Linked DNA regions of Triticum aestivum: region 1 is linked to region 2. A link is a contact called in public Hi-C data. All regions are on one chromosome and are shown on one strand. The core of a region is the stretch at or near the end of the contact, and the rest is flanking DNA. Distances in the headings are between cores, read along the strand shown. Region 1 holds the start of LOC123089036 (arabinogalactan protein 16). Region 2 holds the start of LOC123114249 (DNA-directed RNA polymerases II, IV and V subunit 11).

Region 1 (4,846 bases), core at 2,213-4,712, 330 kb before region 2:
TCTAGCCAGATTGATTTCATCCTCTCGAGAAGGGAACATAAGCGTGCGTGCCTAGACTGTAAGGTGATACCTGGAGAGAGTGTTGTACCCCAGCATAAGCTGGTGGTTGCTGACTTCCGCTTTCGGATTCGTGTCCAGCGGGATAAGTGGGCTAAAGTCGCTAGAACGAAGTGGTGGAAGCTCAAGGGGGAGGTAGCTCAGGCGTTCAAGGAGAGGGTCATTAAGGAGGGCCCTTGGGAGGAAGGAGGGGATGCGGACAATGTGTGGATGAAGATGGCGACTTGCATTCGTAAGGTGGCCTCAGAGGAGTTTGGAGTGTCCAGGGGAAGGAGAAGCGAAGATAAGGATACCTGGTGGTGGAATGATGATGTCCAGAAGGCGATTAAAGAGAAGAAAGATTGCTTTAGACGCCTATACCTGGATAGGAGTGCACACAACATAGAGAAGTACAAGATGGCGAAGAAGGCCGCAAAGCGAGCTGTTGGTGAAGCAAGGGGTCGGGCGTATGAGGACCTCTACCAACGGTTAGGCACGAAGGAAGGCGAAAGGGACATCTATAAGATGGCCAAGATCCGAGAGAGGAAGACGAGGGATATTGGCCAAGTCAAATGCATCAAGGACGGAGCAGGCCAACTCTTGGTGAAGGACGAGGAGATTAAGTATAGATGGCGGGAGTACTTCGACAAGCTGTTCAATGGGGAGAATGAAAGCTCTACCATTGAACTGGACGACTCTTTTGATGAGACCAGCATGCGTTTTGTGCGTCGAATCCAGGAGTCTGAGGTCAAGGAGGCTTTAAAAAGGATGAAGGGAGGCAAGGCGATGGGCCCGGATTGTATCCCCATTGAGGTGTGGAAAGGTCTCGAGGACATAGCGATAGTATGGCTAACCAGGCTTTTCAATCTCATTTTTCGGGCAAACAAGATGCCAGAAGAATGGAGACGGAGTATATTAGTACCAATCTTCAAGAACAAGGGGGATGTTCAAAATTGTACTAATTATCGTGGAATTAAGCTGATGAGCCATACAATGAAGCTATGAGAGAGAGTCATTGAGCACCACTTAAGAAGAATGACAAGCGTGACCAAAAACCAGTTTGGTTTCATGCCTGGGAGGTCGACCATGGAAGCCATTTTCTTGGTACGACAGCTTATGGAGAGATATATGGAGCAAAAGAAGGACTTGCATATGGTGTTCATTGACTTGGAGAAGGCCTATGATAAGATACCGCGAAATGTCATGTGGTGGGCCTTGGAGAAACACAAAGTCCCAGCAAAGTACATTACCCTCATCAAGGACATGTACGATAATGTTGTGACAAGTGTTCGAACAAGTGATGTCGACACTGATGACTTCCCGATTAAGATAGGACTGCATCAGGGGTCAGCTTTGAGCCCTTATCTTTTTGCATTGGTGATGGATGAGGTCACAAGGGATATACAAGGAGATATCCCATGGTGTATGCTCTTTGCGGATGATGTGGTGCTAGTTGACGATAGTCGGGCGGGGGTAAATAGGAAGTTAGAGTTATGGAGACAAACCTTGGAATCGAAAGGGTTTAGGCTTAGTAGGACTAAAACCGAGTACATGATGTGCGGTTTCAGTACTACTAGGTGTGAGGAGGAGGAGGTTAGCCTTGATGGTCAGGTGGTACCTCGGAAGGACACCTTTCGGTATTTGGGGTCAATGCTGCAGGAGGATGGGGGTATTGATGAAGATGTGAACCATCGGATCAAAGCTGGATGGATGAAGTGGCGCCAAGCTTCTGGCATTCTCTGTGACAAGAGAGTGCCACAAAAGCTAAAAGGCAAGTTCTACAGGACGGCGGTTCGACCCGCAATGTTGTATGGCGCTGAGTGTTGGCCGACTAAAAGGCGACATGTTCAACAGTTAGGTGTGGCGGAGATGCGTATGTTGAGATGGATGTGTGGCCACACGAGGAAGGATCGAGTCCGGAATGATGATATACGAGATAGAGTTGGGGTAGCACCAATTGAAGAGGAGCTTGTCCAACATCGTCTGAGATGGTTTGGGCATATCCAGCGCAGGCCTCCAGAAGCTCCAGTGCATAGCGGATGGCTAAAGCGTGCGGAGAATGTCAAGAGAGGGCGGGGTAGACCGAATTTGACATGGGAGGAGTCCGTTAAGAGAGACCTGAAGGATTGGGGTATCACCGAAGAGCTAGCTATGGACAGGGGTGCATGGAAGCTTGCTATCCATGTGCCAGAGTCATGAGTTGGTTGCGAGATCTTATGGGTTTCACCTCTAGCCTACCCCAACTTGCTTGGGACTAAAGGCTTTGTTGTTGTTGTATTAGTGATTGATAAATAAATAAACCACTTTCAAAGTTTGCATTTCTACCGTTCATGTCCAGCATGGTTCTTCAACATAAGGTGCTAATTTTGTTCCAAAAGGAAAACTTTTTCTGCATTGACCCATTCTAAAAATGAAAAATCTTTTACAGGGCATATTTTTCGTATTTAGAGTCGCCAAGAGCCAAGTATCGTTCACATGTCCCACATCGTCATTCTTCCAATTCACTTAATACCCCCTAATTAGAACCCAATAGAAAAAAATGTAATTTCCTTTTCTGGCCCATGGATAACCAGAATAAGTACTACATATTCTAATGTAAACCATTTTAAAAATATTCTTCAAAGTTTCTACCTATATTTTCATTCTTTTATGAAATTACATATATATATAGTACTCCCCCTGATCCAAAATAAGTGTCGTGCCACGACAGTTCATTTTTGAACTAAAACCACGACACTTATTTTGAATTGGAGGGAGTACTATTCATGCACTTGATGAATTGCTAGCCCATGCGGGCTGATGACTAGTACGCATAATTACTGGCAACAGACCTGAGAAGCATTGGAACAAAAATATGCACGCATGCGTGCGAATCCACCAGAGTACAAGAGCAACAAATTAATGAATTCAAATCGAATCTCACATAACCAATCTCTCAAGAATCCACTAGCTTATCGATCAACGAACAACAGAAAGAAGAACAAAAGAATGAGAAGCCTCTGCGCATATACAGGCTCAGAAAAGCTTGTACGGGGAGGAGGCGTCCAACGGGTGGATGAGGTAGGTGAGCACCAGCGCCAGGATCATCAGAAAGTAGGCAACGCCTTGGTCGACCGAGGATGCTGCACGCATCGACGAGAAACAAGTGAGAGGAAATTCAGAAGGAAAAAACAATTCATAAGGGGACGATGCTGGAGTTTGATAGCTCACCGTCGCTGGTGGGCGCCGGCGCGGGGGCCTGCGCGGCGGCGAAGGCTGGCATGAAGACGGCGAGGACGAGCGCGGCGGCGACTACGAAACCAAAGAGGGTTCTCGCCATGGCAGCCGCGTATCTTGTGAGAATAGATGCCTCTATCTCTCTCCTTGACTCTTTGCCTTGTCCTCACGTCCTGCCGCCTCTTGTGCCACTATATAACCTCCCTTGATAATTGATTGATTATATAACGGCTCTCTCCTCTTTGCCTCTCCTGGAATTCGCTGGACCTCGCTGGGATCGCGATGGCGTCTTGCGCCAGCGCCGGGGCCCGCTCACATGGGCGACCGTTGCTGAATTTCTTTTCCGTCTTTACAGTCTGGATCCTGGATTGAGATTGGCTGTCTATGCGTTCGTTTGTGCTGCGCAATCATCTGGCCGCAGAAACATTCCCGTTTGTTTACTAGTTTGGTTGGACGAGACGCCGAATCAGATTCACTACATGCGAATAAAATTCAAGTTTTTATTAATGCACATTATATTGCTAGCAAGTACTTGCAGCCGGGGAATACAAAAGTAGTAGTACGAAAATCAAATCACTCGGGCGTGTTTAGTTGTCTAGTGGTAGATGACAGGTCCAATACGACCCCTCCTTGCGACAAAATTTGTAAATTCCAAACATCTTTTGAAATTCTGAAAAAAAATAAAGCAAATTTTTTTTTAAATTCTAAACAGTTTTTGAAGAGTTTGAATTTTTTTTGAAATTTTTGAGGATAAAGAGCAACAAATTAATGAATTCAAATTCTGAACATTTTTTAAAGGAAGAAACAAAAAATAAAAGACCGGGAAAAAGGATAAAGAAAGCAGCAGCAAAGAGAAAACTGGTTTAAAACTCTTCTAGAAAGTTCCTAAAATCAGCAAAAATCGGCATGGAACCTTCGCACAACCAGAACGAGAACCCTCCGCTTAGTTTGCTTACCGCTGCCACTTGGTTGCTAGCTCGGCCGTGTGCGTTGCAGCGACATTTTACCACAACGTTTTCTTTTGAAACGAGGCAAAAGACTTGCCATTTTCATTAATTAAGGAGAAGGTCTAGACATAAGCCGTAGAGCGGCAAAAAGAAAAAGACCACTCTCGCAACATTAGAGTACTCAGGTGTCTGGCTCCAGCCAGCGCCCAGAGATGGGCTTCCTCTTTGATCTTGGCAACAACAACGGGAAGTCGGGGTAGCCGTGTTGCGGAAAACTTTAGCGTTTCGCTCCTTCCAAATTTTCCACGAGACAAGCATCATCACGGAGACAATCGCCTTCTTGATGTAGCGGCCTGAGTCGATCATTTTTAGCCACCAATCATGAACAGAGACCTCATGTCGCCAAGTCATTGGTGATTGACCGTGCATGCCTAGCCAAGCGACGACCTCATTCCAAACGCGGACGGTGAATCTACACTGGAATAGGAGATGAGCAGCGAACTCCTGAACCTGCTTACATAGGGGGCAAAGGGCGCAATTTGGCCATCCCCGTCGCTGCAAACGATCGGCCGTCCACACTCAGTTTTGAACGATCAACCAGGCAAATAACTTGCACTTAGGCGGAGACCAAGCCTTCCAGATTGTGG
Region 2 (4,413 bases), core at 492-2,991:
CTGTCACTGGGAATAAGCACCGCAATATTGAACCCATTACAAAGCACCTCTCCCATGGCAAGAAAAAACAATCTAGTTGGCAAACCAAATCAATATATCAGAGAGAAATACAAAGCTATCTTAATGATGCATAAAAGAGTTCAGAGAAGAATCAAATAATATTCACAGGTAATCTGATCATAAACCCATAATTCATTAGATCTCAACATATGCATCGCAAAAGAATATTACATCGAATAAATCTACAAGAACATCGAGGAGAACATTGTATTGAAGATCAAAGAGACAGAAGAAGCCATCTAGCTACTAGCTATGGACCCATAGGTCTGTGGTAAACTACTCACACATCATCAGAAGGGAAGTAAGGGTGATGTAGAAGCCCTCCGTGGTTGAATCCCCCTCCGGAAGAGTACCAGAAAAGGCCACAAGATGGGATCTCGCAAGGACAAAAGCTTGCGGCGGTGGAGAAGTTTTTTTGGTGTGCCCTCTGGTCTTCGGGGAATATTTGAGTATTTATAGAAGAAGAATTAGGGTTAGAGGTGCCACAGGGAGCCCACAAGCTTGGGGGCGCCCTCCGAGCTTGTCACCAATCGATGGCTCCTGTGACCTCCTACCGAAGGTTCCTGGGTGTCTTGTGGTCCAAAAAAGTCGTCAAAATTTTTCGTTTCATTCGAACTCCGTTTGGTATTGAGTTTCTGTGAAGGCAAAAATAATGAAAAAACAACAACTGGCACTTGGTACTAGGTTAATAGGTTAGTCCTTAAAATGATATAAAATAGCATATTAATGCATATAAAACATCAAGATTGATAATATAATAATATTGAACAATCAAAAATTATAGATACTTTGGAGACGTATCACCGGGCTAAAAACACAGATACGTCCCAGATCTGCGTGTTCGTATTGGACACCGTATCCGATACAGATTTGAATCCGATACGCCGATGCGCCTCGACACGTGAAACGACCGAAGGCGCGTGTTTCAAGCGTCCTATAACAGAAGATTGCAGAAGCGAGCCTCCCCAAAAAAAGCGAGCCTATGCACAAAACATATTTCTAGGCCAGCCCCCAACCCTAACCACCACCACCATAGCTTCTGTACACGTCGCCGCCTCGACCCTCCTCTTTCCCGTCCGACGGCCTCTCCAGGCGACAAGAGGATTGGGGACCCATCCATCTCGTTTTATTTGTTCTAGGATTTTTGTTTCTTCGATGACACCGACGAGGTGGTGGCGGCGATGTTTTGTTGGAATAAGGTCTCTTCCCTATCTTGACTACGGCCCATCGGGCGCTGACGAAGGACTTGTGAAAGTTTGTATCCTAGATTTGTTGGTTCCCTTCAGATCTTGGTAGTTCGCGTGTCTTTTAAGGAGAGCTATTGGCTGACTATTGGTCTAGCGACTTCGACATCTTCTTTTTGTTGTTCTGTGCCTTGGCCCGATTTCTCCAACCCTCTGAATCAGTGGTGATGTATTGCAAAGGTCTGGTCACAGGAAAAAAGGGGCTATTGCGGTCTTCAAAACCTGATATCACAAGCGCGTTTGCAGGCGTCGCTTTTCTTTACCATGCAAAAAAAAAAGGCGTCGCTTTCCTTTACTATTGGTTCAGTATAATTTTAATTTTCGACGACGAGAAGGTGAAAAACTAGTATACTTTTCGATATAATTTTGCATTTTACTGTTCATTCTACATCCAGTTGTCTATCTAGTATAGGCTTTTATTTTCCTTAATACTTAAAATATTAATCAGTGAACTAAAAATCTAAAAAAAAAAGAAAAAAAAAAGGAGCCTCCCACCTCGAGCGGACGACCAGAGTCCCTTCCCCGAGCGCGAGATCTAGGGTTCATAGCCGCCGCCGGCCCACCGCCGCGGCTCGCCCAGTCGGCCGAAGCCTCCGCTGCCCGGCCGCAGGTACAGGATCCCAGCAGCGCCTCCCTCCGTCGGGCAGCCGTTCCTACCAGCAGCGCCTTCCTCCCTGGAGCAGGCGCTCCCGGCCAGCAACGCCGCCGCCCGGAGCAACGCCGGCGACCAGTCCATAGGCAGGTAGCCACCAATCCTTCGTCCTTCCTCCATCCTCTTGCATCCTCTGTTTGTTCAAAAAAATTCCTGTTTTTTGTGTTGGATGAGTACTTGCTGTATACTGTATTTGATATTGCGAGAATATAACGATGATTATTTCTAGATGACTACTTGCTGCATGGTTTTTCCAGTGCATGTTCAAGTTAACATGTGAAAAGGTTTTGCTTGATAGGTGTTTGTGATAATGCTTGCAGGGGCAAATTTTTACAAATTGTAGTTTGAATTTATTTTTCAGATGAGCAGATGTTTTGGTTTAAACATGTTAGCAGTGAAACATGCAATGATTGACGATATATGAAAATGAAAAGATCAAGTTGTTTTATCTGCACCGTCTTTACCTGAAACCAAAGCTTAGCAGTTAGCAGTAACATGCAACTTGAGAGAGCAGGAGCTTTGTCTTGGTTATACTGGCCGGAATTGGTAAACACATTAGTACTTTGTTTATGATTGGGAATACAGTGGTACTGTTATGTTGTTAATTTTAACAGTCAGACCTAAAATATTTCCATTTAAAGTGATTGTTTCTCCTTTTGCATGTTAGCTGATTGATCTTCAGGTTCCACCTTTTGTGTTATGCCATGATAGATGTACAACTAGCTAATGATTTGATTTGATGCATTTTACACTTACTAAAAGTCTAATTCTACCCCTTTGAAACTTGGAGTTGGAACAGGGCATCAACATTGTCAATTGGAGGGACTTGGAGCTGCTCCAGCATCCACAGTAGAGCAAACAAGAAGGTAATCTGCTGTTCCTAGCTTCTATACATTTTTTTTTGTGAATTAAAAAATAGTAAATGCATCCCCGTATTAGCGCTTTACCAAAATGCCAAATTTACGTATCCATTTTGGCCTGATACTGATACAAGTATCCGTATTGATGCATTTTAGGAGCCAGGTGTTGATTGGAGATGAATGCCCCTGACCGCTATGAGCGCTTCGTCGTGCCTGAGGGCACAAAGAAGTGAGTCTATTCTAACACCACACTTTCTCCAACATTTTTCTAGAAAATGCTTCAATTGTGTTTTGTCAGGTATAGACTTTTTTGTGAAAAAGAAGGAGTGGGATGCAACCAACTTTCTTTAAATAATTATTAAGCATTTTAAGTTCTGTCATTGATAGCCATTTTGTACCTGTTCATGTGATCCTTTTGGCATGCAGTTATGAAAATCTGATGCTTTGAACCGTTTTTACTTTTATTGCAATTATTAAGGCTTGTGGTAGTTTCTACCTGCTGTTTTGATTATGGATGTAATCCTTGCTATTGTGTATTCATGTAATGCAGGGTATCCTTTGAGAAGGATACAAAGATCATGAATGCTGCATCTTTCACAATTGAACGTGAGGACCACACCATCGGCAACATCCTCCGCATGTAAGTGTAGATAAACTGCGTGCCTTTTTTTCCTTGCTTATGTTCATCAGTTCACACCTTATAATTTTCTTCTATATCTATGAGATTCTGCAGGCAGCTGCACAGGGACCCAAATGTTCTCTTTGCTGGCTATAAGCTGCCTCACCCCCTTCAGTACAAGATCATTGTTAGGGTAGGGTGCATATTTATGTTTGTTCTATTCCTTTGTCGGATTAGAGTTTACTAGTCTCACATTTAATTATGTGGGCAGATCCATACTGCAAGCCAATCCTCCCCAACACAGGCGTATACCCAAGCAGTCAATGATCTAGACAAGGAGCTTGAGAACCTGAAGCAAGCTTTTGAGGTCTGTTTCTTGTCCATAGCTCAATAGTTAGCTACACCTTGTAGCCTCCAATATAGCATTGAATAGCGTGGGCCTGTATAAAAGCTAGTACCTTGTGCTATTAAGGCCCCCTTTGTTTGGGCTATGGATTCCTGAGAATCAGCTATAGCTTGGATTCCTAAAATCAGCTACAGCTGTAGATTTTGAGAATCAGAAGCAGACTGTTTGTTTACCCTGATTTAGAAAACCCAGATGTGTTGTGAAATGTCTGCAACTGCCCTGAATGCACTAGTGGTCAATTACAAAACTTGCAGAACTCACAACATTAGTTGAACAATTGCCAAATCTTCTAATCCATACACACTCGTTCGGGCTGGGAGCACACACACACATCTGAGCCAAAATTCACTAGAAAAAAAAAGCGACTAGAAAAGACAAAAAAAAGCCAAATAGTATGGCAACAACCGAACACCAAGAACAGGGAAGATCATGGAAAATCAGGTGGAGCTTGGGACGCCAAGAACACATGATCTAGCCACGTGAACCAACATGGGGACGAGGGAGGAGGTGGATGTTCTGATGCTCGGGATGCTGGGGTTTGTGAGGCCGGACCAGATCATGAAAAGGGTGGA

What was found. Hi-C and Micro-C count contacts between places; a contact is called where the count stands out from the background.
Region 1: a contact with region 2 is called in a Hi-C map of leaf, with 2.3 times the contacts expected there. The contact joins the promoter of LOC123089036 here to the promoter of LOC123114249 in region 2. A contact is called at or near these places in 2 of 5 Hi-C or Micro-C datasets (leaf and an unstated tissue).

Annotation. Positions count from the first base shown.
Region 1 is chr1B:174,866,646-174,871,491 of IWGSC CS RefSeq v2.1, reverse strand. LOC123089036 (arabinogalactan protein 16) reads right to left here and starts at 3,462. Exons shown (of 2, transcript XM_044510935.1): 1 at 3,247-3,462; 2 at 2,841-3,158. The coding sequence starts at 3,355. The coding sequence ends at 3,052.
Region 2 is chr1B:174,534,150-174,538,562 of IWGSC CS RefSeq v2.1, reverse strand. LOC123114249 (DNA-directed RNA polymerases II, IV and V subunit 11) reads left to right here and starts at 1,741. Exons shown (of 7, transcript XM_044535659.1): 1 at 1,741-2,046; 2 at 2,756-2,822; 3 at 2,973-3,045; 4 at 3,367-3,456; 5 at 3,550-3,628; 6 at 3,707-3,802. The coding sequence starts at 2,993.